Linked DNA regions of Mus musculus: all the other regions are linked to region 2. Evidence: chromatin contacts called from public HiChIP or PLAC-seq data. All regions are on one chromosome and are shown on one strand. Each heading gives the region's core, a stretch centred on a gene start, on an enhancer-like site or on the middle of the called end of the contact. The rest is flanking DNA. Distances are from core to core; before and after follow the strand shown.

Region 1 (7,272 bases), core at 659-3,158, 420 kb before region 2:
GTTTCTTGCTGCTTCCTTAGACTCAGGCTGATTAGATGCATGTGCTGAGGCAAGACACGTGGAGGACAAGTGATGTTTGGAGGGTAGAAATAGGACTCCATAGAGTGAGGGGGAGAGAGAGAGAGAGAGAGAGAGAGAGAGAGAGAGAGAGAGAGAGAGAGAGAGAGAGAGAGAGAGAGAGCTAGGCTTGTTTATAGAACTAGTTGTGTAACACTTGTGGGTCTCATGTCTTTGCTGATCTTCGCCTCCCTGAGAGAGGCACAGCCGAGAACTTCTCCTGCTGTCCCTCTAGGTCCCTCCTGTTGACTTGAGCTGAGACTGAGTCCTGGCTGTCTCTGCTAGGTCGTGCCACCGCTGTTGCTATCCTGACTCTACCGAGCTGGACTGCTGGTGTATCCATGAGGTGTTGGTGAGTGGATCGAGCTGCCACTGTTGACCTGTGAACTGAACTGCCAATTTCCAGACAACACAGATGGGAGTTGCTCCAAAGAACCTTTCTAAACAGGTCCACTTCCCCTGTATCCTTTCTTTTCTGCTCCTGGTGGGTGGTGGGCTACAAGGAAGGTTAAAGTGTTTAAGAACCATCATTAAAAGTAAACAGGGTGGGCGTGGTGGCGCATGCCTTTAATCCCAGCACGCAGGAGGCAGAGACAGGCAGATTTCTGAGTTCGAGGCCTGCCTGGTCTACAAAGTGAGCTCCAGGACAGCCAGGGCTACACAGAGAGACCCTGTCTCGAAAAACCACACACACACACAAAAGTAAACTTAGAAAAAAAAAATCAAAGTTCCACTGGGTTCCAGAATTACACTGTAATCAGGTCCTGGGTTGCTGCCTCTGTGTTTCTGCCACACTGTCATATGGAAAAGGCCCTTCCAGGAAGCGGGCCCTGCAGAACCTTGAACCGAATTCTCTGTTTTCTGTGACGGGCTCAGTCTTGAGCATGCTGTTACAGTCACAGAAAGTAGACTGAGATAGCAAGCTCTTCAGAGTCACTGGGCCTTTGGAGGGACTCCTCTCTTACCTAGAGCTGACCAGAGATGCTCTGTTCCCCACAGCCCTGGGTCCCCTTGTGTTTCTTTCCCCATCAGGTGGGACAGGTAAGCTGCTCTCTGGAGTCTGTGACACAGTAAGGGGTTGTTGACTGACTATGTAACACAAGTCAGACATGTCTCTTGGCAGTCCACAAGTTCAAGGTCAAGAAAGCCATTGTCAGCTCAGACTCTAGCTACTAAGTGGTGGGGCTTATGTGTGTGTGTGTGTGGGGGGGCTTTTTGAGGTGTTTCTATTGGCCACTCTGTGGCGGTTGGGTGGCTGGGTCCTATGCAGATAGGATGCAGGCCTGGGAAACCAATGTGCTGGCTGCTTGTATGGCTGTGTGACCTGTGATTATTGCTTCTCTAACTATTATTCCCAATTGCAGCTCAGTGAATGCAATTATGCTGTCGAGGCTCCCAGCACAGTAGCGCCCCCTAGCTCCTGCTAATTTGCTGCTTCTACCCTCTTCTTACCTTCCAGGGTGGGATTAGCCTCCTGGGAGCCCTTGGCACCAGGGCTGGGCTGTGTCTCAGTGGTTGCTGGAGCTTTGACGTCATCTCTTTGATGTGGGGTTGTTGAATCGGGCAGAATCCTGCTCGGCTAGTCCAGCGCCGGGTACCAGACAATTGAGCCTTTGTGCGTGTGCCCTGGGGCATCTGCCCACAGAAACCTGGTGGCTCCGAACACCTCTTGTGAAAAAGTAGCCTTCAGGAAAAAGGGACAATGAGCTTGTCATGTCCAGGAGAGAGCAGGGTCTGAACTGGGGTGGGCACCGGGTGATTACAAGGCAGACCGGGAGCTCCTGGGAAAGCCATGGGCAGGCAGGGGCCGGGGCCTCTAGAATGTGTGCTAAGGGTGTTGCCTGCTGTGGTTATGGGAGCAAGTCTCACTTAATTCTGCCAAACCACCTTGCTTATTGCTCACTGTTCTTAGAGTACAGAGGCTGTGTTTCACCCTGTCTCGGGGCCTTTGGATACGCAGAACCCTTTGCCTGAGATTTTAATTTTTGATTATGCAGAAAATGCCAAAGAACAATTATTTTAGCCCCTTAGATTCCCATGTCTGGACAGATGACATTTTGTCTTTACTTCCTGCAGAACATTATTTTTGTGTATGTGTGTGTGTGTGCGTGTGTGTGCGAGTGTGTTTGTGTGTGTGGTGTGTGTGTGTATGCGTGTGTATGTGTGTGTGTGGTGTGTAATATGTGTGTGTGTAATATATGTATGATGTGTATGGTGTGTGTAGTATATGTATGTATGTGGTGTGGTATGTGTGTGTGTGAGTGTGTGTGTGTTTATGTGTGGTGTGTGTGTGAGTGTGTGTTTGTGTGTGTGTATACGTGTGTGTGTGTGGTGTGTGTGTATGTGTGTGGTGTGTAATATGTGTGTGTGTAATATGTGTGTGTGTGTGTGTGTGTGTGTGTGTGTGTGTGTGTGTGTGTGTGAGTGTGCATGCTTGCTTTCTTGAATGTGCTTTTTCCTTCGGAGGCCAGAGGAAGACATCAGGCATCCTGTTCTGTTACCCTCTGCCTTATTCTTGTATCAGGTCTCTCTCTGAAGCTGAGACTCACCATTTTGGCCAGGTCGTCTGGCCATCGAGCCCCCAGGATCTATCTGTCTCTATCTCTCCAACTCTGGAGTCACAGGCACATGTAGCCATGCTTGGCTTTTATGTGGATGCCTGGGATTCAGGCTCAGCAGGAGTCACCTTTATCTGCTGAGCCATCTCCCTGGCTTCAAGTTCTCAGGGCAGGAGAGGTTTTCCCGTGTCTGCATCCTTCATGTCCTGTCCCCACATCCTTCCTATTCTGTCCTTCACCACTGGTGAACTGTCAGAGCAGAGGAGAGGGGATGGACCGTTGAGCATGGGGGGACGACCTGGATGGCATCTAGGAGCAGAGAGTGTACATGAGGAGGAGCAGACTGGTGGAAGTGGAAGCGCGGGTCCAGCTGGGTAGTAACGAACTAATGTTGAGAGGCCAAGGGTTGGGAACTCTGGGTGAGGGCAGTGGCAGGGACTCTGTGTGCTGGTCTTGTAAAACAAAAAAAAAAAAAAATCACACACACACACGATTTGTTTATTTTTTTAAGGAGCAGATGCTCTGAGCAAACGTGGCACATTCAGAATGCCAGCGTCAGGAGAGGGAGGCAGGAAGGCAATGGAGGGTGACGCCTGGCCTCCTATTTGGTGATTGATTGTTTTGAATTTTCTACATAAAAAACCTAAACTAATCTGAGAAGAAACGCTTCTCTCTTTTTTCCCCTTGAACTGCGATTCTTTTTCTTTTCCTGCCTTATTGCATTAGCTAGAGTTTCTAGTATGACTCTGAACGGGGGTGTCATGGCTGCCCTACGCCAGATCTCAAGGGGGAGTTCCTAGTGCCTTATTGTTTTTAGTATAAATAATCCCCATGTGATATTTTGGAACATAACAATTCTAAAAATGTATTTTTTCTTTATTATCTCAAATTTAAATTTAATTCTAAAAATGGGAATGTATCCACGGACTCAAATTACAAAGGTAGTCATTGTCCTTTTCTCCCAAATTAAAAAAAAAAATCTTCTAAAATTCTGTTGACCTCATAGCTCAGGCTCATAAGCCCAGCTACTTGGGAGACTGAGGCAGGAAGATCACAAGTTCAAAGCCAGACTGGACTACAGAGTGAGTTCAGATCAGCCTACGCAACTCAGTGAGACCCAGTCTCAAAATGAACTAGTAAAAACAGAGGGCTGGAGAGACGGCTCAGTGGTTAAGAGCATTGACTCAAGGTTCAGTTCCTAGCACACACATGGCTGCTTACAACCTCCTATAGCTGCAGTTCCAGGGCATCCAGTGTCCTCCTCTGGTCTCCAAGGGCACATACATTTGGACAAACACTCATACACATAAAATAAAAATTAATAAAATTTTAAAAGAAAGTAAAAAGAAGCCTAGGGGTGTAACTCTGTGGTAGAGGGTGTATGCAGCTTGTGTGAGAGTCTGGGTTCAAATTCCAGTAAAACACACACACACACACACACACACACACACACGAACATGCTCACACATTCACACATATTACATGTATACAGACAGACATACACACACAGAGATATAGACATATACACTCACGCACAGACACATCCATCTATCCATACACATATGCAAACAAGATACACACACAGAAATACAGATATACTCACACACAGAGACACACTCATGCATGCGCGCGCACACACACACAGACACAAACACACACACACACACACATACACACACACACACACATGCACACCTTCTCTAAAGGTACATTTCCCCCACAGGTTAAAGCTACCATTCCATGGAGCTTTGCTGACTCTGGCTGCTCTTGAAGAGTCAGATGTGGGGCTGGAGTTAAGAGCCCTGGGTGCTCTTCCAGAGGACCCTGGTTTGATTTCCAGCACCTATGTGGCAGCTCACAACTGTCTGGTAATCCCAGTTCTAGGGGATCTGACACCTTCACACAAACATACATGCAAGCAAAAAATGCACACACAAATTTTTTTTAAAAAGGAGGAAACCCGTTAGTTGTAACTGATTCAGATGCTGTTGGTCTTTTCGCCGCTTCTGGAAACTTTCTCGGGCTTCTGGAAACTTCTACCGTTCTGTGTGGTGAAAGTAAGTTTCCCTCCCGTTCGTCGCCAAAAGAAAAATAAAGGAACCTAGTGAAATTTAGATGATAAGGAGCAAACACATTTTAACTTTTCATTATAATTAGTGTGTGTAGGTCAGCCCGTGTGTGGAGATCAGAGGACAGGTTTAGGAGTTGGCTCTCTCCTTCCATCTTGTGGGTCCTGGGATTGAACTTAGGTCCTCAGGCTTGGCAGCATGTGCCTTTGCCCACTGAGCCATCCTCCTGGTCTGCGAATGCATTTACAGTATCACCCTGGGGTGTATTGATAGCAGATACTTGCTACAATGTTGATGTTGTCAATTTGACAGGGTCTAGAATGGCCTAAGAGGCAAAGCTCTGGCCATGCCTGTGAGGAGGTTTCTTGATTGGATCAAGGTGGGAAGGCCCATCCTGAATGTGTTTTCAAATCCTGTGCTGGGTGAGCCCAGAGTTTGACGTCTGTCTCTACTGCCTGCTGTTCCTGCTGATGCTTGATCGCCGTGCCCAGCCGAGCTCCTATAGCTAAACGTTCACTGTGGGGCAATCTCTGAGTCTAGGTGGAAGGTGGATTCCCACAGAAGGATTAGCAGAGACTCGTGCCAGGAGCCTGTGGTCATTACCGACTTGGGACCACTTTAGACTGAATTCTTGGCTAGGTATTTTTGAGACCACCCACCTAGAATGAATTGAGGCTTCAAGCTCTCTTATTAGGGTTGGCTTCCCCTACAAACTCTAAGGAGGGAGTTTCGCTCTGTTCTTGCCAAGGTTCCATAGGTGCAATTTTCTGGGTCGCCCTCTCCAGGGAGCAGAGAGCAGACCAGGGAGCTTTGTTCCCCCCCCCACCCCCTGCCACCTAGCATCCGGTGAGCCACTCTGGGAACTTAGCTTTTTGCAGAGAGGGTTTCTACCAAAACCCTCGCCCTGGGTGGGCTCCGTGCTTTGTGTCTGGTCTCTCCTCTGTGGTTTCTGAGTACATGAAGCCTCCTCCAACCCCAGCCTTCCATTGGCTCTTGGTCCTGAATGTGCCTTCTGTCTCTGAGAGTGTAGCCAAGCAGTTGAACGAGTATGTGTCTAGCTGATCCCTTTGTTTGGTGGAGGTCAAAAGGCCTAGAGAGTGTCAGTGCCATGTCTCTGGCAAGCGCGGGCCCTGCAGTTCTGCCTCCTAGCCATTCCTCAGGAAAACTGGTGGAGTTGGCTTCCGGGTGTTTCCCTCTTAACTTGTTTCGGGACGTGCTAATAGTGAATATGGCAATCACAGCTCTGGATTTTCACTTTGGGCTAGCATGCTTATTTACTCATTCGTTTGTTCATTGGTCCATCCATTCATCCATCCATCCATCCATCCATCTATCCGTCCATTCACTTTTATTTTATTGAGCTTCCTGTCTGAAGGCCAGATCCTACAGTTTAGAATGGACTCAGTGGTCTCACCTCCCGCTGCCCTCCTGATGCCCTCAGGCTAACGAGAGGCTAAGCACTTTTTAGAAGTTATTTAATTTAATCCTTATAATGACCATAGCAGGTTCTGTCTGGCTGATTGATACATTAGGAAAGGAAGGTACCGAATGGTTATGTAAGTACCTGAGGCTAAGATACCTTGGAAGAGGCTGGGCCGGGACTTTAAACCTAATCTGCCTGGCTACCACAAGTCTTTGCTCCTCTCTGACTCTGTCTCTCTGTCTGTTTCTGTCTCTGTCTCTGTTTCTGTCTCTCTCTCTCTCTCACACACACACACACATACACTCTCACGTATACACAGTCTTACTATGCCACCCAGGTTGGTTGGTCTTGAACTTGTGACCTCCTGAGTGTTGTTGTGACAGGTTTGAGCTACCACCGCTTGCTAGGAGAGAACCCTTCTTTCCTTGTGTGGAGGATGCAGGCGGGTGCCATCGCCAGTTTTCCGATGCATTCAAACCACTCTGTGATCAGTCTCGGGTTCTAAGGGCCAACCTTGGTGTGTGGCAGGCCCTGTAGTACTGTTGCAGTCTCTAGCTTGTTCGGGGTGGGGTGGAGGGTAGGAGAGAATGGCAGGAGGGAGGCAATGGCTCCCAGCAGCCTGCTGTGCTCACTGCTCTGGCAGGGGCCCCTGCAAAGCAGTAGTGCCAGACACTAGGCCTGTTCTGGAACAGGAGGCTGCAGTTCCCTGGGAGGAAATCCAGGAGGCTTTGGGAGCAAGATCTCCTCTTTCCTGGACCTGCACCTTCTCTTCTATTTACTTATGCACTTATATTTTAATGTATCTTCTCTCTCTCTCTCTCTCTCTCTCTCTCTCTCTCTCTCTCTCTCTCTCTCTCTGTGTGTGTGTGTGTGTGTGAGAGAGAGAGAGAGATTGTGGACATGATTTGCATGCCACAGCACTCGTCCAGAGGTCAGAGAGTGGCTTTTGGTGCCGTCACAGTCTCCCTTTGCAGTTTCTAGAGAGTGCTTTGCCTTCATCTTTTCACAGGGACACTGCATTGGTTGCAGATGCTCAGGTTAATGTGTGCAGGCAGCACATGGGCTCTGGGGATCTGAACTCCTGTCAGCAAGCTAGGCAGCATGCGCCTTTACCTACTGACCATCCATTGGTCCTGTTTGTTTGTTTATTTATTTATTTATTTAT
Region 2 (6,944 bases), core at 3,443-5,942:
GACACACCAGAAGAAGGCATCAATCAGATGTCATTACGGATGGTTGTGAGTCACCATGTGGTTGCTGGGATTTGAACTCAGGACCTCTGGAAGAGCAGTCAGCCCTTTTAACAGCTGAGTCATCTCTCCAGCCCGGGGAGGGGGGGGCGGGGGCGGGGGAGGTAGGATGAGGAGGCTAAATCTTCCCAGTAAAGATTAGAATCTGAATTCCACCTCTGGCTATGACACTCTATAACTACCTGGAAAGTTACACACTATTGTCTCCTTCCCAAGCAATTGGTTACTTTCAAGAAGACCTGCTGAGAGCTTCTGCAGTCAGTTCTGGATCTGCAGGGTCCATGGGCATGAGCTCAGCAGGTCACAGCTGAGTATATTCAGAAATAGGCTGGCTAGGCGGCTCATGGGGTAAAAGGGCCTGCCGCCAAGCCTGACTACCTGAGTTCGATCCCTGGGGACCCACATGATAGTAAGAGAGAACCCTCTTTCAGAAGTTGTTCTCTGGCTAGGCAGTGGTGGCGCACGCCTTTAATCCCAGCACTTGGGAGGCAGAGGCAGGCGGATTTCTGAGTTCAAGGCCAGCCTGGTCTACAAAGTGAGTTCCAGGACAGCCAGGGCTACACAGAGAAACCCAGTCTAAAACAAAACAAAACAAAACAAAACAAACAAACAAAACAAAACAAAAACCAAAAAAAAAAAAAAAAGTTGTCCTCTGAATGCCGTGGTATGCATCCCTCCCTGTTCCCCTGGACAAATAATAAGAATGTAATGAAAAGACCCATATCTAGTTGTTATTCCCCCAAATAACAGTTTTACAATTGCTTATACTGTCTTAGGTGTTTAGGCATCAGCAGAAATCTAGAGATGGTTAAAGTTTGAAGAAAAAAAAAGTTTAAAAAGTTGGATGGTGGTGGCCCATGTCTTTAATCCCAGTACTCAGGAGGCAGAGGCAGGCAGTTCACTGTGAGTTTGAGGCCAGTCGGATCTACAGAACAAGTTCTAGGACAGCCAGGGCTACCCAGAGAAACCCTGTCTTAAAATAACACAACAAACAAACAAGAATGGAGGAGATTGTGTTTATGCTTTGCTATTTTACATACAGGATATGACTGTCAGAGGTGTTAGTATCCGAGGGGTCCTTGAACTCCCATGGTCATCTTTGGCTATGTAGCAAGTTCGAGGCCAGCCTGAGATAGATAGTCTGACTGACTCAGGCCCATCCCTGGGAACACCACCTGGGTGTTCATACTTCTAAAGCCTGTTTGTGCAACTGCGGGGGTGGGGGTGGGGTTAGGAAGGGATGAATGTCCCATCCGTTGAGCGCCTGAGGCTTTTGGAGGAATTCAGCTGAAGGCGTAGGCTGCTCGCAGGATCACTGCTAATGTCTCTAGGACCAGACACTGCAGCTGGATGAGGGAGGAACAGAGAGGAATCTGCCTTTGTCCTCTGGGCATCCTTCAGGTCTGCAGCTGGAAAGAGAGCTAAGGTGTGGCTCCCAGAACTGAGAGGACTAGAGGGGCTGGCCTTCTCGAGAAGTTCTGGGTGAAAGGGTCCACCATGCCCAGTGGTAGGAAGAATTTTAAAATTTCAAGGCAGCATGCCCTAAAAATTGTCACAGCAGGTCCTAGACACAGGTTTCTCCAAAAGGGGGCACTGACATTATTAAGTAATTGCTGCTGATCGATAAATCAGGGAGTGGTAGATCAGAGACACGAGGTTTAAACCACATGCAGACACTGGGCACAGTGTAGGGTAAAGTCCCTGCTGGTCGTCCCCTCCTCAGTTCTGGCACAAGGTCAGCTGGGTTTCTAGATCCTCATCATTCCCCAAGGTGCCCCGTTCTTACACCTCCCACTCTGCTGCCACTGGGACCCTGGCTTGGGGGTCTCATCAGCTCAGGCATGCCTGGCACAGACAGGAGGTCCTGAGAACAGGCTCCAGACTAGCTATAGAACAAGCCTTGTCTCAGAGACAGACACACCCTCTTTTCCACCCTCAGACCGAGCTGTAAAGTTGCCGGAGAGCTTTGGACCACAGAACTTCTCCTGGACCTGCCACCCTGCAGCTGGCTCCACCTTCCCCGGTGCCGCACTGAGTGGGGGAACATGGAGCCCCACTACAGGTAAGTGACTCAGCTCTGGCCCCCTCCCTCCCTGACTTTCTGCCTCCTGCCTACCTAGCCTCACTGTGGATCAGGAATTCATCTGAGGACAGGGCACAAAGAACCTATCCCACCAGATCTTAAAGCAAAGATGGAATCCAGATGGGCCATATGCAGAAGAATGGAGATGGAGAACCTGCTGGAGGTGGGGGGTGGGGAACCAGGGACATGGAAGCCAGCTAGGTGAACCCATGTGCTCTATGTAGCCCTAGCAATCCTGGAACTCAATTTGTAAACCAGACTGGCCTTGAATTCAGAGATCCGCCTGCCTCTACCTCCTGAGTGCTGGGAGTAAAAGCATGTGCTACCACCCCCTGGCTGACCTTAAAACTTCTGATTCTCCTGCCATCCCTGGTTCTGCCGCCCTGCCCCACATCCCAGGGCAGGGAGGCAGAGCCATCATGGCTACCTCATGTCCTGGCCTCTCTTGAATATGCCCATGTCCAGCAGAGGGCTGTTATTTGAGAAGAGCCACTGGCATAGGGAGAAGCAGAGGTTTCAGATGAATGAGAGGATGTACCCCTAAGCTGGGGGGACATGGGTGAAGAAAATCACAGTTCTGCCAGGACTGCCTCAAAGCCAAGAGCGCAGGTCTACAGTCCACAGAAAACTCCCCGAGTGTCTACATGTCCCCTGCAGTGCTGGGGGTGGGAACAGTGAGGGGGGCACTCAGCATCCATGCTCCTCCCTGTTCACTTAGAGTTCACAGTGAGACACAGGTGGGTTCGCTGTATGTACGTATGTATGTATGTATGTATGTATGTATGTATGTTCTGCCTGCATATATGCCTGCAAGCCAGAAGAGGGCGCCAGACCTTATCATAGATGGTTGTCAGCCATCATATGGTTGTGGGACTTGAACTCAGGACCCCTGGAAGAGCAGTCAGTGGTCTCAACTTCTGAGTCATCTCTCCAGCCCTATTTACTTATTTTTAAGGATTGTATTACTATCTAGCCTGGGCTGGCCTTGAACTTGAGACAAGCCTCACCCTTCACCCTCGTGAGTACTGAAATTACAGGCATAAGCAAGACCCAAGTAAGTGCTACAAGAGGCCTTGACCTTGCCTTTCTGGGGGACCGTGTCCCTGTCTCTGTCCCTCTGGATGCCCGCACTCCCACCAGCCTCAATCCTCGTCAGATCTTTGCTACTCATGTTATCACATGGCCACCTGGAGGTCACCAGAACCAGACAGGCTCGGGATAGTGTTTACTGCTGTTATATACAAGCCTGTGTCCAGCCTGAGCTACAGTTCAGGTGGTGATATGAGTCCAGTTGGAGAATTAGGAATTAGGTGGGCAATCCCAACCACAGAGACCAGGGGAGCCTATCTTCAAGCCCAGCTCAGCCGCCTGTGCCTGCTCACCACACACACCAGGAGGTGCCCAGCTCCACCCGATGCTGCCACTCTTTTTTGTTTTGTTTTGTTTTTTGTTTTGGTTTTTCGAGACAGGGTTTCTCTGTGTAGCCCTGGCTGTCCTGGAACTCACTTTGTAGACCAGGCTGGCCTCAAACTCAGAAATCCGCTTGCCTCTGCCTCCCAAGTGCTGGGATTAAAGGTGTGCGCCACCACGCTCCACAATGCTGCTGCCACTCTTAAGCCCCTGGTTTAACTACGAGCCCAGCTTTACTGGAGCTGGTGAGGCAATTGTGAACCAGACACAGTCCCTGGCCCCAAGGAGCCAGTCTGGCAAAAAGGAATAGCTTACATAAAATCAAATCACCGGTTCGTTTAGATACAAGAAAGTTTCACTTAGGTACAAGAAACCGAATTGGTAAGAAGAGGCTGCCTCAAGGCGACAGCCAGCCAGGCCGAGGCGGAGACTCGGATTGGGTACCACTCCACTCCGGCTTCTTTGCTCCTTTCGCAGCTTCTCAAATCCCCCAACCCCTCTTCCAAGAAGAATCTTCCTCCCGCACCCCAGAGCTTCCCCACCCAGCCCCTTTGGAGGCAGGAATCCATTTCCTTCCACCTCAAGGTACCCGGGACTGGAATCTCCCACTATCAAGGAGCGGCTGATTCAACATCTCGCTTATTGACTCTGGTACGAGCCCGGGCCCCTTTTCCGGGTGCTGGTCTCATTGGACTGCACAGCTCCTGGGGCCTCGGAAGGAGCGTGCTCTCCTGGATGCCCAGTTTATAAACCAGGAGAGCTCAGGACCCGAGGGGGAGGGGAGTTCAAGGCTCCTACCTCTCGTAGGCTTTTCTTCCGGGAGTCCAGGTCGCTCCCTGTGACTTCGTAGGAGCGGACAAGGAAACCACCAGCTTTCCGCATGCCAGAGATGTAGCCCCGAATGCACCCAGCTTCGGGGTGCTTCTCAGCTTGCACCCTGAACACCTCTGTGCACCGGTGTCTGCAGACAACCGGGAGATGTTGCTGACCTTTCAGCTACCGGCTCACGCCAAGGCGCGCGCCAGGCTGGGGACCCCTGGGGGTCCGGAGAGCTATCTTCCGCGGGCCTGAGCCCCTGTGCGCTGTCCTTCCAAGCCCCCGCGTTCCGTGCCCTGCGCCCTACCTGCTCCACACCCCAGCCCCGCCTCTTGCAGCCGCCGCTGTCGCCTCCGGGTCCTGTCCCGCCCCATCCCTCCCAACTAGTGACCACCCTCCCCCATCACCTGCCCAGCGCTCCCGCCCCGCCCGCAGTGTCCCCACGTCGCTCTCTCCTCCTGCCGCTCAGGGGACTTCAGGTCTGGCACCCCCCCGCACCCACTTCTTCCAGGTTGGAATTGTGAGAAGACAAAAGAGGAGGAAGGGACCTCGCGTTGACGGAGAGCTGAATCGGATGAAGCGAGCTGATGGAGTGAAAGTGTGGACCAGCTGTGGGATCCGAGGACCAGAGGACTGGCAGTTTACAGGTGACAGAAATTCCTCCTGAGCGTGATTAGAAACTAATTTTCTAGTAGTACACAGGCAGCAGAGGCAAGGGGATTGCTGCAAGTTCAAGGCTGGCTCCGAAAACATAGTACGTTTCAGCTAGCATGGGTCAGTGGGTAAAGTGCTTGCCTAGCAAGCGTGAGAAAATTCCCTGTTTCCTGCCTAAAAGTTAGCACGGAGGGTGGGGTGGGCTTAGAAGATGAGCTTAACATAAGTTCAGTTCCCAGCACCCACATCAGGAAAGGCACGATTGCTTCTAACTCCATCCCCTCCCACATGAACACATGCACACACAAAATTTAAAAAAAGAATTATTGGGCTGGTGAGATGGTTCAGCGGTTAAGAGCACTGACTGCTATTCCGAAGTTCAAATCCCAGCAACCAAATGGTGGCTCACAGCCACCTGTAATGAGATCTGACGCCCTCTTCTGGTGTGTCTGAAGACAGCAACAGTGTACTTATTTATAATAAATAAAATCTTTTTTTAAAAAAAAGAATTATTGCTTCACCAACGAAAATAAAAAACAGCACTCCCACTTTCAACTAGGCTGTGCGCATCTTCACGGTCTCCGGGTGCCACACGGTCTCTCCAGCACACGGTAGGCTCACAACCAGATTTAAGAGATCCTTGTATAAACAGGGAAATGAAGTACCAGGAAGACAAGGTGGGCCTCAGGTCCCCAGAAGGTAAAGTGGCAGACTGGGAGTAGAGCCAGGAAGTGACTGGGTCTGGACCGAGCGCCCCTGAGTTGCTTCCATGGCTCAGTGTGAAGCAACTTCTGTATTAGTCAGGGTTCTCTAGAGTCACAGAACTTACGGATAGTCTCTATATAGTAAAAGAATTTATTGATGACTTACAGTTGGCAGCGCAATTCCCAACAATGGTTCAATCGCAGCTGTGAATGGAAGTCCAAGGATCTAGCAGTTACTCAGTCTCACACAGCAAGCGGGCGAAGGAGCAAGAGCCATGGAAGAGTTACTTGTACTTTGATAGGAAACTCCGTCGTGGGTTTGTTGACACATGCTGTTAGACAATACCATGCATGATTCACTGCCTCACCAAAGACGGAGTGGCCACACATGATGGAGGAGGGCAAGGTAGGGGGCACTCCTGGCTCTGAACTAGAGTAGGGTCTCTTAGGGACATTCTGGGATGTTTCCAGATCCTCTTCTGGGTATGGGTACAAGATCTCAGTTGTTAGATGGCCTTGGGTTCAAATTCTGATCCATTGTTTACTAATTCCAAGACAGGTGTGGCTATGGCTATGGCTATGTGTCTTCAGCTCCGTGCTACTATGGCAAGGACTAGAAATGAGGTGCTTCAGGTGATGGGCAGGCTGGGGACATTTATATTTATTCATAGAGCCAGAGAGAAATGTACACACGCCGGGCGTGGTGACGCACGCCTTTAATCCCAGCACTCGGGAGGCAGAGGCAGGCGGATTTTTGAGTTCGAGGCCAGCCTGGTCTACAAAGTGAGCTCCAGGACAGCCAGGGCTACACAGAGAAACCCTGTCTCGAAAAACAAAACAAAACAAACAAACAAACAAAAAAAGAAGTGTACACACACACACACAGTTCCCTCTGAGAGATCTGTTTATGGTCCTCCTATCTTCTGTATCTCTGTCCATCTCTTCCTTTCTCCCCTAACATACCACATCAGAACAAGTTCTCACACTCCTATAATGAAGGGACATAGAGACAGACCCTTTCTTTCCCCCAGTTTTTTCTTTTTTAAAATATTTACTTTTATCTTATGTGCATTGGTGTTTTGCCTGTATGAATGTGTATGTATGTCTCTGTGAGAGTTTAAGATTTTGGAGTTACAGATAGTTGTAACCTGCCATGTGGGTGCTGGGATTTGAACCCCGGTCCTCTGGAAGAGCAGTCAGTGCCTTTAGTGCCTTTAACC
Region 3 (7,171 bases), core at 4,153-6,652, 380 kb before region 2:
CGACCGTCAGGGGACACTCAACCACATCTTTCCACAAGCATGTGTCATTTTCCACCCACACTGTCCTGTGGAGAGATGGATGTGGAGCCAGAGAGCTGGGATGGTGTGGGAGGCTGCACATGGTGGAGATCTGGAGGGCTTCTGGGCTGAGGTAGACCGACGACAGTTTGCGAAGTTCCCTTTGGATACCTGTCACAAGGAAGACAGGTGCAGGGGGCAGAACAGGGAGGAACTGTCACCCTGTCATGGGGCTTATTCTTCAGGTGCTCTGGCCATCCCTTGTCCAGAATGGGGTCCCCACCCTGAGGGCTTCTGCCCACCACCTTCTCCCTTCTTCCAGCCCCTCTAGAGCAGGGGCCTCCCAAACCCTGGATCTTAGGGTAAGTTACCTACTTACCTTAGGAAGCTGCCATTTGCAAAGTCTAAGCTGGAGCTAGCACCTACCTCTTGGGCTAAGTTGGAACAGGGATAGCCAGAGGAACCAAAGGGCAGAGACCACCTCCTCCAGCCCAGCAAAGAAACCTAGAATTGCTATCACGCAGAGGGGTGTGGCCAGGCTCTGAGGTGATGTCAGGAGGTGACCCTATCAGAGGTAGAAGGAGATGGAACAAGGGCTAGGACGTCAGTTTCTGCTGCACCAGGATCCGGAATGGCCAGAAGGCAGAGTCACAGTTGGAGGTGCATGTGTTGAGGGCTTCTTGGGACATTTATAAAATGTCAGCTAGAACTCCCTGCACCCCTTCCACTTTCTGCCTAGTTATTCTGAGATAATGTATTTAGGGGATCTTTATCTGAACCTAGGTTAATCTCCCCTTAGTCACTGCCACCCTAGTAAGAATTAGGGACTAAAGTATTTCCTGATTGTGATGGTTTGTATACGTTTAGCCCAGGGAGTGGCACTATTTAGAGGTGTGGCCCTGTTGGAGTAGGTGTGTCACTGTGAGTTTGGGCTTTAAGACCCTCACCCTAGCTGCCTGGAAGCCAGGATTCTGCTAGCTGCCTTCAGATGGAGATGTAGAACCCTCAGCAAGTCCTGCACCATGCCTGTCTGGATGCTGCCATGTTCTCACCTTGATGATAATGGACTGAACCTCTGAACCTGTAAACCAGCCCCAATTAAATGTTGTCCTTATAAGAGTTGCCTTGGTCATGGTGTCTGTTCACAGCAGTAAAACCCTAACTAAGACACTGATGGGTGAAGTGTCACTGTGGGGCCATCTAGAACATGGTGCCTTACATGTTTCTGTCATTGAAGGGGTCAGAGGGCCAGCCTGCTTTCTGTCTACATCCACTTCTGCCTGGATGGAGAGCAGCTAGCCATTGCTCCAGTTCCTGAACGTATGGGCCAAGTAACGCTTGGGTCCTTGGTGGCCCTTCCTGGCCATGGTCCTGATCCAATTCCTACCTAGCAGCCTTCGAGCCTTTGCTTAGCAGCTGTGGGTAGCTCCTATCTCATCTCTACCTGAACTGCACATTCCTCCCCAAACCTCTTTGCGCATGGAAACCATGAGTCCCCTGTGACCCTGGGCAGGGCCTATGACCTCTACCCCTGAGGCTGGCAGCACCCAAGTTTTCCATATGCCTAGTGTTGCCAGGTCATCTGGACACAGGCATGGCTGGCTCCAGCGCTGGCACCAGCTGGGATGAGGGCCCCACAGTCAAGCTGCTGGCTCCCTTTCCCACCCCGGGATCAAACAGGCACACCTGGGCAGCGGCTGGGCGGCCTATCTCCCAGTCTCTGGGCCTCCTACTCGGAGCTGCAGGCCATCTGCACTTATCCCAGAGGCTGGCTTGGTCTGTGGGGTTGCTCACCAGGACTCTCTCCCTTCCCGAGGGGACTTGGCTCCTTCCCCTCCTCATCGAGCTCAGGATTCGGCTGCACTCTGCAAAAGGGGTCTCCCTGCCAGAAACTTCCAGGCTCAGAGGCTGCCACTCATGATGCTGATCTCGATTGTCAACTTCATGAGAATTTAAAATCACCATGGAAACCAATCTCTGGTTATGCCTGAGAGAAGTCCTCTAGATTAGGTCAATTCAGGTGGGAAGATGCACTCTACATGTGGGTAGGACCGTCCCATGAATTGGGGTCCAGGACGTCACACTAAGGAGGAAGTGGGCCGAGCACTAGCTTTGTCACTTTTGGCTTCCTACCTGTCCTGTGACTCTTGTTCCCACATCCACACCTTCCTCACTAGGATAAACTGTGCCTCTTAGAACTCTAAGCCCAAATAAACTGGATCTTTTCTTAAGTCACTTTTGTCTAAGCCCTGAGTAGAGTAACTAACACATTTGCCAAGGTTACCCAACAGTGGGGGTATCCCCAAACCTAGATTTATTTCTAGAGGGAGAGGAGGTGTTTCTCTGTGTAGTCCTGACTGTCCTGCAACTGGCTATGTAGACCAGGCTGGTCTCGAACTCAGAAATCTGCCTTCCTCTCCTGCTCAAGTGCTGGGATTAAAGGTGTTTGCCTCCACACCCAGCTCAAGTCTCGATTCCCGAACCCATTGGTTCCCAGTCCATGACTCCTTTGTTATTCCCGTTTTGAGGTCTTAATTTATCCAGTCAACAAGTAATTATCGGGTGCCTGCCCTATGTTCAGGGCCACACAGACAGAGAGTGAGGAGTGTGGTGTGACCTGCAGGTGGTGGAAGATGGGCTCCTAGCAGAAGTGACATTTGAGGGACCCCACCACACCTTTCCCCACCCCCACACCAGCATGTGAAGAGATGAGCTCAGAGAAGTGGGGGAAGGGATGCCCCTGGCATGGGACTGAGGACTGCCCCAGAGAGATCTCTCCACAGTTCCAGGCCAACCTGGAAATAGATGAAGGCCCTGGGGGATCCCAGGGGCTCCAGAGCCCAAGGTGGCTGCTTTTCTGCCTTTTTTTGAGAGGAGGAACAGGGTAAGGCGCTAAAGAAAGCATAAATTTGGGACTATAGAGTTCCGAGTCCTGGTTTTGTCCTGGACTTGTGTGACCAAGAACCAGGCTCCTCTCCTCAGGTGGTCTGAGTTTACCAACTGAGGATGGACCACAGAACTCTGTGTGAATGACATGTGGTGAGGAAGGGAAGACACAGAGCAGGGTCACACAGAACCACCCCCTCCTCCCCGCCCTCCCCAGTTAGTAGGAGACAGTGTGGCCCAGTGCGGGGATCATGCCAGTGTGTGCTTCCTCTAGGAGGGGAAATGGAAAACTTGCAGTAAAGACTGTTGGACAGTAGGGGGCGCCAGCCGAATGACCAGCGGTCGGTTCCAGGAAGGTGGAAGTAGTTGGTCTGGAGTTGGCTTATGATGGTTGGTGGCTGCAGGAAGTCTGACTTCCGAACAGGCTTTAATGCGGACTCTTACCCAAAACTCATCTCAGTTCACTGTGTTGACCACTGTTCTTCAGCTTGGAGAACTGAGGATTGACGGTTTTTTACATTTTAATCAGCTAGTTTGTTACAAAAGTAAACTGCTTTTGCCTTGAATGTTTGTTTTGCTTGGTACACAGTGTTAAGACAAATTCTGAGGTATGGATTTGACTCCACAGCAAAGGATCCTAAGATTCATTAGTAATGTCTGTCAGGGTGAAGCCATGGAGGGCACAGCAGGCGTGTCCGGTATCTGCCACCTCTCTTTAAAGCAGTTTCATTACTGGACAGAATTGTCTATCGATGCAGAGATGCTGGGTTGATTTGGGTACGGTCTCCCTGCAAGACCATGTCAGAACAAGGAGCCTACTTGTTGATTCGTCATGGCTGTGAGCATGAAGAAGTTGCCTCTCTAGACCCTGCAAACCTGTGTTCACATTTACAGCCAGCATAGCTCACAATGAAAGAAGGACATTCAGTATAGAACCACCCAGGGTTGTTCTGTGATACTGGACAGGCTGGTGGGTATTGAGGGCAGGCTGGATCACCCCAGAACCTGGCATAGGGGCAGAGCAGCAGGCTTGGGCAGAGCTCAGGCGTGACCAAGGCTTCTGAGCTGAAGAACACTGGTGGCGTCCATGGTGTTGCACACTTGACAAGGTCCTGTTGGCTGCAGGTCTGCTCGTGGAAGAGAGTACGCTACCTGTGAGGGCACCTGGAAGGATCTGAACCAGAAGTCCCAGGTCAGGCCTTTTTGTGGGGAGCTGGGGGACAAGTGTGGCAACAGCAAAGAGCCAAGCCTCCATGAGGCCAGAGTTAGGGAGCAGGGTCAGCTAGCTCTTGTGGGCAGAGTCCCCAACAAAGGGCTCACATGTTCTGCTCTGACTAAAAATAACTGGTGCTTATTGCAGATGATCTAGGAGATGCAATGAAAGATAAAAGCTAAAGCTGCAAACAGCCCACAGACACCTCATTATACAGACAGTGTCTCTCAGCATGAGTCACATCTCAAGTCAGACACAAAGTGACATTGTGCTACAGTGTTGGCCATGAAACTCGGGGCTTTACCCATGCTAGGCAGGCCCCTATTTCCACACACGGTCTCATTGATTTGCCCAGACTGGCCTTGGATTTGCTCTGCAGCCCTTGACTTTCCAATCCCCCTGCCTCAGCTTCCTAAGTAGCTGGAACAACAGTCCTGAATCCCTGGTTAGCCTTATAGTTTTGAATTTTCCTTCCTCCAGTGGCGTTCAAGAAATGGCAGGTGACCGCTTCATGACAGGTGCTTGCTAGCATTTGTTAAAATGCAGATCTTGCCTCTACCTCCACTGACTGAGCCTCAGGACCACCCCCCCCCCCCGCCCCCACCTGAGCTGGGCCAGAGATCAGAGGGGTTTGGACAGGGAGGAGACAAAAGAATGCTCTCTGAGTTTGTCACCAACTTGGGGTTGCTGACAAAAGGGGCCACAGTTCTCTTTGTCTCCCACTTGGTAGAGGAGCTCTGGACCAGTAGGCAACGAGTAGCGCCTCTTCCTCCCTCTCCTCCTCCTCCCTCTCTTCCTTCCCTCTTCCTTCTCCTCTTCCTCTGCCTCTTCCTCTTTGTCCTCCCCCTCCTTCTATTCCTCCTCCTCCTCTTCTTCCTTCCTTCCTGGTGAGGCGTCTCTGGTGAGTTCCTGGAAAGGGCACACTCAGGCTGCATGACAGCTGTCCTCAGGCCTCTTGGGGACCTGAGAGGATGGAGGCCCCTGAGCTGCTGTCCACACCATGTTGGGCATTCACTCAGCCCACACTGGTTTTCTCTACAAACCTTTCTTGGCAACACAGAGACCAAATATGGTTTAGAAGAAATGGCAGGTCCAAGAAGGTGAAGAGTTGGGTTGGAGAGAATCAGGACTCCCCGCTGGACCCCCATCTTCATGCTTTATGAACTTCCAAAGAGGCCTTACAGCAGCCATTGTAGTAGAGAGCTGGTGGGGTGGGTGGGGCGGGGTGTGGGGTGGGGCAGGGCAGTGCTCACAGCAGCCATAGTCACAGCTGGTGAAATGGGGTAGGGTGGGGTGGGGCTCTATAGCATTTCAAAAAGAGGAGTAGGAGCTGCTTAAGTGACTCAGCAACTAGGGATGCTTGCTGCCGTCCCAGAGGACAAGTCTGATTCCCAGCACCCATGCCCGGTGGCTCACAACGCTAACTCCAGGATCTTATGCCATCCTCTGGACTCTACGTGCCCACACACAGAATTTAAAAAATTGTTTAGAAAGAGGAACAGTGGAATTCTGGGAAACCACTGACTAGCTATGAGGAGTCTTAGAGCATTCCAGATCAGACCAAAGCAACTGGAAAGGCAACAGTTTCCCTTTGGATAGGTCAGCAGGCTGTGTAGCCAGAACAGGTGGGTCAAATTAGCTAAACCTCCCCAGCCTTCTGCCCAGCGCCTCTCCCTCCTTCCCAAACCAGAAAGCCTTAGTGAGCTCGTTTGTTCCAGTCCCTCCAGCTACCTCTCCTTCCTCTCCTCTCTGGGCCCCATGGCTCCTGCTCCTTCCTGGAGTTGTTCTCTTGCTGGTGGCTGAGCTGGGGGTCCTCACTCCTCCAGCCCCAGCTGAGACCCCAGGGAGCAGGCACACTGTGAGTGATTCTGTCAGCCCATGTCCTATCGGCCTGTGCTCTAAGGGGTGGGTGAGGACTCGGGACAGCTGACCTGGAGGAGAAGGGTGGTCATATGGAAGGCATGACACTGGGCAGGTTTTGTTCTGAAGGGCAGACACAGGACCCCCAGCAGAAGCTAGCATGCCCATTTTTCTGCTTACTCTAGCTTCTTTGCTTTTCTGGCTTTTTGTTTGTTTGGTGTATTTTTGCGGCAGGGTTTTGTGTAGTTCATGGTGGCCTCATTGGGTCGCTTTGTAGCTCAAGATGACCCTAACTTCTGATCCCCCTGCATCCATCTCCCCAGTGCTGACATTATAGGCATGCCCCTCATCCCATATGCATGTATGCATTTCCCTCACCCCCTATATGTATGTGTGTATGCAGCACTTGGGAGCCACCAGGGCCCCACACATGCTAAGCACACTCTACCAACATCTTCAGCCCTAAAAGTCACATTTCCAAGTCCATCTGTCTGTCAGCTCAGTGTTGGCTAGTTGAGTATATCCGTGGCCCTGTCTTCACATCTGGAATTCAGACCTGATAACTGAAGCATCAGCCGCCATTTTGGAACACGAAGTTACCTATAGCAAAGATGAAGCCATGTACTGAGGCTGGCAAAGGAGAAAGAAATAAGAAACAGAGATGCGGCACCATCAGCTTCTACACTTGAGCCCTTGCTTCCTGACCAATGGGACACAAACCTTCTGTTGTAGTCAGGGTTACCGTTGCTGTAAAGAAAAACCATGACCAAACTTAGGGAGGAATGGGTTTATTTGTTTCACACTTCCACATTGCTGTTCATCATCAGAGGAAGTCAGGACAGGAACTTAGACATGGCAAGGACCTGAAGGCAGGAGCCATGGAAGGTTGCTGCTCACTGGTTTGCTCAGCCTGCTTGTTATAGAACCAAGGACCAGCATCCCAGGGATGGATCCGCCCACAACGGACTGGACCCGCCCACATCAATGACTAATTAAGAAAATGTGCTACAGGTTAGCCCACAGCCTGATCTTACGAAGGCATTTTCCCAACTTAGACTCCCTCCTCTCAGATGTCTACAGCTCGTGTCAAGTTGACATAAAGCTACTCAGCACACCTTCCTCTTGTTCGGCCCACGGTCTCTGAGGTTTGCAGGAGCAGTCAAACCCAGTCTGATGCACTGACTCAGTTTTGCT
Region 4 (6,875 bases), core at 2,986-5,485, 450 kb before region 2:
ATTTCTGTGACAGAGTCTTTTCCTATATACTCAGCTGGCCTGGAACTCACTGTGTATCTCAGGTTGTCCTTGAACTCATGGTAATCCTCCTGTTTCATTCGGGCCTTGGTTAATTTAAAGAAAAAAGGACAAGGGTAGGCAGATTTCGCATTTGTAAAAGATTTGCTCTTGAAAGTCAACAGGCCAGCAAGATGTCTCACTGGGTAAAGCTGTTTGCCACCAAGCCTGATCCCTGGGCTCCGTGTGTGGCGCAAGAAGGAAACAAATGAGTTCAGAACTTGAAAGTTGCCCTCTGTCTTAGTCAGGGTTTCTATTCCTGCACAAACATCATGACCAAGAAGCAAGTTGGGGAGGAAAGGGTTTATTCAGCTTACATTTCCACATTGCTGTTCATCACCAAAGGAAGTCAGGACTGGAACTCAAGCAGGTCAGGAAGCAGGAGCTGATGCAGAGGCCATGGAGGGATGTTCTTTACTGGCTTGCTTCCCCTGGCTTGCTCAGCCTGCTCTCTTATAGAACCCAAGACTACCAGCCCAGAGATGGCACCACCCACAAGGGGACCTACCCCCTTGACCACTAATTGAGAAAATGCCTTGCAGTTGGATCTCATGGAGGGATTTCCCAAACTGAAACTCCTTTCTCTGTGATAACCCCAGCCCTGTGTCAAGTTGACACCAAACTAGCCAGTACACCCTCTGACCTATGCACATGTATGTTGTGATGCAAGGGTGCACATCACACACACACACACACACACACACACACACACACACACACACACTGTAAAAAGAAAATTAATAAATCGTGAGAGTATACTCTCATAATTTTAAAATTGAGAGGCAGGAGGATTGCCATGAGTTCCAGGCCAACCTGAGCTACCTGGTGACTGGCAGAGACCTTTTAGGAATGGTTCTGTCCGAGCCCACAAAGGGTCTGTTCATGGAGGCTGGTCAGTGACTGACTTACTGACTAGTTCACTGACTGGCTCAATGGTTTGGCAAGGTCCCCGAGGACTTAGGGCCACTGCCTCTCTGGTTGGGCGTCCCCCCAGCTGAGTCATATTGGCCGTTCTTTCTTTAACTTGTGCTGACGAGGCACATCATCCTCAAAAGTCAGCAGAAGAGGGAGATGGGTTGGGGTGTCCCCCAAGGGGTGCCTGGATAGCTTTCTGGTATCTGACTTTCAAGGAGCAACAACTATATGGGGAGCTGTGGGTGGGCGGAGTGTACTGACGGAAGCCGGGCTCAGTTGGGCATGGCTTTAGGCTTGCTAAACCCACTGAGTGGGCCCATGTACTGCAATCTGAGGTCACAGTATGAACTTACTGGCCCATCTCAAACCCCCTTCTTCTTTTTTCTCTTCTCCCTCTGGCCCTGCTCCTTCCTGGTATGGTAGACTTAAGATTTACTTATTTTATGGATGTGAGTACAATGTCACTCTCTTCAGACACACCAGAAGAGGGCATCGGATCCCATTACAGATGGTTGTGAGGCACTGTGTGGTTGCTGGGATTTGAACTCAGGACCTCTGGAAGAGCAGTCAGTGCTCTTAACCGCTGAGCCATCTCTGGAGCTCTCAAACCCTCTTCTTGAACCTTCTAAAGCATCTTGAAGCTCACAGGTGGAATTCCACTTCAGGGGAAGGAACCCTGCATGAGCCACCTTTTCCAGACAATCATGACATTTGGGGTGGCCACAAATGCCTCAGCTGGAGACCAAGCATGGCCCAGGAACTTACATGAAGTGGGGTTGAGAACCAGGGTTCTGCGGAGAGTTTTCGGGAGTCATTTTATGATTCCACTCTGATTCTATAGCTGGAAGATTCTAGTCTCCGCAGTATCGACTGTCAGGGTTGCTGTGAACACCATCTAGCTGGCAGGGCGGCATCGTTGTCACCTCTCTGGGGAGGGGGTTCTATGCTCCTGAAGTCCCTCCAAACTGGAACTTGGGAGCCTGCAGTCAGGGAGACAGAAGGAAGGCGTGGTGGCCAGTCCTGTGGGGACTGTCACATCTGCTGGGCAGTCTAGCGCCTGCTCTGAGAAATTTCCCAACCCCTCCCACGCAGCTCCCGAGAGAACACAGTGCAACTGGGTTTTCGTCATGGGCTTCACAGCATTATGCCCAGTAGCTCTGGATCACCGAGGCTGGCGGTTAACAAGTTCTCTTCCACCGAAACTCAAAGCTGGGCGGCGTCCCCTCCCCTCGCTAGGACAGAGGGGGAGGGAGCGAGGGTACAGAATGTCACCTCATTACCTGCCCTGGGATCAAGCCTAATGGAGAAAGACCACACCACGCCTCAGATCCCACGTGCCAGGGCTCCAGATCTCAGGGCTTCCAAGTGTGTTCATTCCAGAGCATTATCCATCAAAGCACAACCCAGGCAGACACGTGTTCACACTGGCATGCCCACAGCATGTGTGCAGGATGGAGGCCCGGTGGAGATCTGAGCGGAGCTAATTAGCTGTCAGCTGCGTCGCATCTGGAGATCAAATATAAAGTGCTGGCATCAAAAATCTGTTCCGGTTGGTCCCTGTCATCTCTGTTTTCCTGGTACCGCGCCATGCTTTGTAGCGTGGCTCTTATGCGTCTCCATCCTGACAAAACCCCAGCAGCGGCCAAGCTGGGAGTCCAAGTTATCTGCTGTGGGTGGCTGTGTGTTCCTTTATTTGGTGAGCGCTGGTGTTAGGGACCTGGATCTTGGCGGGAACAGACAGGCAGTGGGTAATCGCACTTTGGCAGAATATAGTTTCCCTTCCTTTTTTAAAAATTTGGTATGTGCATGAAGTGTGTGTGTGTGTGTGTGTGTGTAGAGGCCCAAAGTTGATGTTGAGTGTTTCCCTCCATTCCTCCACCATCTCTTTCATTGAGGCAGAGTCTCTCAGTCAGTCAAGCCTAGAGCCCACAGTTAGGGCTAGTCTCTGTACCAGCTTACTCCAGAGATGCCCTACCTCCTGGCTTCAGGGGCTGGAGTTACAGGCAGCCTGCTGGGTTTACTGAGCATTTTATCTTCATGCTGGGGTGCCCAACTTACTGTCCTCCACTTCCGTGACAATGACTTTTATTGCTGATGTGTCTTCCCCAACCCCTCCATCTTGTCTTTTGAGACAGGGTCTCTCATTTGGCCTGGAACTCACCAATTACACTGGGTTGGTCTGCCATCGAGCCCCGGGGAGCTCCTGCCTCTGCCTCCACAGCACTGCTGGGGGTTTAAGCACAAACACATGCCACCGTGCCCAGCTTTCAAATATGGATCCTAGGGCTCAGGTCCCATGCTTGTATGGCAAACACATCCCTGACGGAGCTATCTCCCCAGGCCCTCTCCCCAGCCCTTTTTGAGGCACTGTCTTGTTATGTAGCCTGTGATCTTCTTGTCTAAGCCCCACGAGGCCTCATAGATCAGAATGCAGTGTTCAGAGGGAAACGTCAAAGTACTCTGAAGGGAATTTTGGTTGCACAGTGGAAACCAGGTACAGACTCAGGCCAATGCAGGTTGTAACTTGAAAATGATATCCTGATAATTTCATTCATCCATAGATAGGTTTTCAGGTACCCTAGGCTGGTCTTGAACTCCCTCTGTAGGTGAAGATGACCTTGAATTCCTGGTCTCCTTGCCTCCACCTCTGGAACGCTGAGATTCCACCACCACCACTACCACACCCAGTTTAGGCAATGTGTGGATCTTGCTCATGGCTTCCTTCATGCTAAGCAAGCTAACCTTACCAATTGAGCTGCATCCCCAGGCTACGACCTTGGTTTTAAAAAAGAGCCTTTTGCTTTCCTGCCCTCTGAGGCAGACATTTGCAGTCACGGGCCAGCAGGGTACACCAGGTCAGGGGTGGGTTGCTGGCAGGAGCTGAAGGGGCAGGGTGTACATTTGTTTTTTAGAAGAGGTACCAGCATCTGGTGATGGGAGACTGGCCAGAGAGCGATGCCAGCAGCAGTTTGCTTCTATTTAGATATTTAAGATGTTTTTCTCCCTGGTGGAAAATAGTCTGTTTCTGGTTTAAGTTGATTTAAAATCACTGCCATGTTATTGTAAATAACGTGACACCTCGTTTCTTTCAAGGAGCTTGGAGTTCTGTGGTGGAATCCCAAGTATACAGACGACAGATTGGCCTTAAGAACGGATTCTTCTCCGGGACAAAAAGATGTGTGGGTTGTGTTGTTTTGGATACACTTCAGAAAGCAAGGGATTGTTGGAGGAGGTGCTGCCCTCATATGTCCACTAGGTGGCAGCAGATATTTAGGTTTTCGGCGGGCACACATCCCTGCGGTTTTCTGTGTGGACCTCTGACTGTTAGGCTTCATTCGGGATTTGTTAGAAGCAGGAGTTCTCTGGCTCGCTCCATCCAGACCCCGCGGGGCAGATGCTCTGCGCACGGGGACCTGAAATCTGGACAATTTGCTGCTCCCACAGATTTCGAGAGAGTTTGAAGCCTTCCTGTGATCAGGGGTCACGTGCTGTGACTAGGAGACACTGAAAGATGTCCCTGTCTCAAGTATTTCTGTTCTAGATCTTTCCTCGTGTCTAAAATGACCCCAGTGAATCATGACATGAAGTTTATGTAGAGAAAGCCCTAGTTGTTAAAGAAAGTGACTCCTAATCCAGTAGATTCATGGAAGCAGAGAGTCTTGGGCCAAATCCGGCACATGGCTTGTTTCTATAAATAGAGTTTTATTGGGACAGGATCAGGCTCATTTGCATGTTATCTACAGCTGCTTTTCATGAGTGGTTTGATGGATGGTGGCCTGCAATGGCTGTTCCGTTACGTTTGGCTCTCTATAAAGCAAACATGTACAGATTTAGGACTACGGCTATAGTATTGGCTGGAGGTGGGGTGCATTGGGATGGAGCTACAGACAGAGATTAAGATGTTTACACCTCAAAGGCGTGGTGGCGCACGCCTTTAATCCCAGCACTCGGGAGGCAGAGGCAGGCAGATTTCTGAGTTCGAGGCCAGCCTGGTCTACAAAGTGAGTTCCAGGACAGCTAGGGCTACACAGAGAAACACTGTCTCGGGAAAAAAAAAGATGTTTACACCTGCCCATCATAACTGCTTTCTTAATCATGACCAACTAAGATAATGCTTATTGGAATTATAATTCACATTTATTTAAAATTATATTTAAATTTATATTTAAAATTATATATTTTTAAATTTTAAATTTTAAATTTTATATATTTTTAATTTTAAATAAAGTATATTTATATTTTATTATATATATTTATATTTTATATATTATATATACAATTATATTTTTATATAATTATAAAATTATATTTAAATTTAAAAATTATAATTCACATTTATTTAAAAATTCCAGGTGGTGGTGGCACCACACTCCTTTAATCCCAGCACTTGGGAGGCAGAGGCATCAGATTTCAGAGTTTGAGGCCAGCCTGGTCTACAGAGTGAGTTTCAGGACAGCCAGGGCTGCACAGAGAAACCCTGTCTCGAAAAAGCAAATTAAAAAAATAAACAAAATTGCAAGCCCCGAGGATTCTAGTCTGTCCATGGGGGCTGTGGGGACCGGAAGGAGAGCATAGTGGTGCATGCCTACAATTCTAGCACTTGGAGAGAGGCTGAGGCAGGCCAGCCTGGGCTACACAATAAAAGCAGGTCTCAAAAAAAAAAAAATCATCTGTTTTCTGTGAAAGGACTTGAGGCAAGGCTACAGATTCAAAGTGCAGAGAAAAAAGATTTTGCCAATAAAATGTGATAGGCCACATTTGGCAAAGGTTTTTTTTGCAATTGTTTCTAGTGTGTGCATAATATGTGTGTGTGTGTGGTTACATGCATGTGCCACTCAGTATGATATTAATTAATTAATTTATATATTTATATGTGGTTGGTTCTCCTTTTCTTTCTTAAAAAAAAAGATTTATTTATTTATTTATATGTAAGTACACTTTAGCTGTCTTCAGACACTCCAGAAGAGGGTGTCAGATTTCATTACAGATGGTTGTGAGCCACCATGTGGTTGCTGGGATTTGAACTCAGGACCTTTGGAAGAGCAGTCAGTGCTCTTAACCACTGAGCCATCTTACCAGCCCCTGGTTTTCTTTCTTTCTTTCTTTCTTTCTTTCTTTCTTTCTTTCTTTCTTTCTTTCTTTCTTTCTTTCTTTCTTTCTTTTTCGAGACAGGGTTTCTCTGTGTAGCCCTGGCTGTCCTGGAACTCACTTGAACTCAGAAATCCACCTGCCTCTGCCTTCCAAGTGCTGGGATTAAAGGTGCATGCCACCACCGCCCTGCTGGTTTTCTTAAAGATTTATTTGTTTGTTTATTTTCTGTGTGTTCCCCACATGTATGTCTATGTGAGGATGTTGGATCCCCTGGAATTGGAGTTACACACAGTTGTGGGCTGTCACGTGGGTGCTGGGAATTGAACCCAGGATCCCTGGAAGAGCAGCCAGAGCTCCTGAACCACTGAGCCATCTCTCTAGTCCTATGACTTGTTTTCTTTTTTTTCTTACTTAAAAAAAAAAGAATTATCTATTTTATGTATGTGAGTACACTGTAGCTGTCTTCACACACACTAGAAGAGGGTGTTAGATCTCATGACAGATGGTTGTGAGCCACCATGTGGTTGCTGGGAATTGAACTCAGGACCTCTGAAAGAGCAGTCAGTGCTCTTAACTACTGAGCCATCTCTCCAGCCCTGACTTGTTTTCTTATTGGTCTAGGACTTGACCAATAGATGAGAGTGGCTGGTCGGTGAGCCCCTAGGGATGTACAACCATGGGCTAGGTTTTTCTTTTTTCTCCCTTCCTTCCTTCTTTCCTCTCTCCCTCCCTTTCTTCGCTCTCTCTCTCTCTCTCTCTCTCTCTCTCTCTCTCTCTCTCTCTCTCTCTCTCTCTCTCTCTCTCCCATCTGA

The links. HiChIP or PLAC-seq counts read pairs in DNA pulled down with a chosen protein or histone mark.
Region 1: a contact with region 2 is called in a FOXA1 HiChIP or PLAC-seq map of pancreatic cancer cells. The contact joins the enhancer-like site here to the promoter of Ncmap in region 2. A contact is called at or near these places in 6 of 39 promoter capture datasets (the C10 cell line, embryonic stem cells, liver and 2 more), 1 of 15 datasets of contacts at CTCF or cohesin (large pre-B cells), 1 of 484 Hi-C or Micro-C datasets (bone marrow-derived macrophages), 3 of 115 datasets of contacts at active chromatin or transcription factors (astrocytes, memory CD8 T cells and pancreatic cancer cells) and 4 of 9 other capture datasets (adipose tissue, embryonic stem cells, liver and 1 more).
Region 3: a contact with region 2 is called in an H3K27ac HiChIP or PLAC-seq map of embryonic stem cells, with 7 times the contacts expected there. The contact joins the enhancer-like site here to the promoter of Ncmap in region 2. A contact is called at or near these places in 3 of 39 promoter capture datasets (the C10 cell line, pre-B cells and stem cell-derived epiblast-like cells), 1 of 15 datasets of contacts at CTCF or cohesin (large pre-B cells), 1 of 484 Hi-C or Micro-C datasets (embryonic stem cells), 3 of 115 datasets of contacts at active chromatin or transcription factors (embryonic stem cells and pancreatic cancer cells) and 2 of 9 other capture datasets (embryonic stem cells and macrophages).
Region 4: a FOXA1 HiChIP or PLAC-seq map of pancreatic cancer cells shows a contact between it and region 2. The contact joins the enhancer-like site here to the promoter of Ncmap in region 2. A contact is called at or near these places in 7 of 39 promoter capture datasets (embryonic stem cells, hematopoietic stem and progenitor cells, hippocampal neurons and 4 more), 5 of 484 Hi-C or Micro-C datasets (B cells, the N1E-115 cell line, bone marrow-derived macrophages and 1 more), 11 of 115 datasets of contacts at active chromatin or transcription factors (the 230-238 cell line, astrocytes, bone marrow-derived macrophages and 8 more) and 2 of 9 other capture datasets (embryonic stem cells and macrophages).

The regions. Positions count from the first base shown.
Region 1 is chr4:134,973,888-134,981,159 of GRCm38.p6, forward strand. No RefSeq gene overlaps it. Among named protein-coding and RNA genes, the nearest start is that of Syf2, 47 kb to the left of the region's middle. Within about 2 kb of position 1,909, at least 50 of the 459 cell types and tissues checked have an H3K27ac peak or open chromatin away from gene starts, as enhancers often do. A contact at or near this core is called in pancreatic cancer cells, where this site is marked.
Region 2 is chr4:135,393,535-135,400,478 of GRCm38.p6, forward strand. Ncmap (noncompact myelin associated protein) reads right to left here and starts at 4,693. Exons shown (of 5, transcript NM_145555.2): 1 at 4,349-4,693.
Region 3 is chr4:135,015,024-135,022,194 of GRCm38.p6, forward strand. No RefSeq gene overlaps it. Among named protein-coding and RNA genes, the nearest start is that of Gm42327, 33 kb to the right of the region's middle. Within about 2 kb of position 5,403, at least 44 of the 459 cell types and tissues checked have an H3K27ac peak or open chromatin away from gene starts, as enhancers often do. A contact at or near this core is called in embryonic stem cells, where this site is marked.
Region 4 is chr4:134,941,891-134,948,765 of GRCm38.p6, forward strand. No RefSeq gene overlaps it. Among named protein-coding and RNA genes, the nearest start is that of Syf2, 14 kb to the left of the region's middle. Within about 2 kb of position 4,236, at least 35 of the 459 cell types and tissues checked have an H3K27ac peak or open chromatin away from gene starts, as enhancers often do. A contact at or near this core is called in B cells, the N1E-115 cell line, bone marrow-derived macrophages and 2 more, where this site is marked.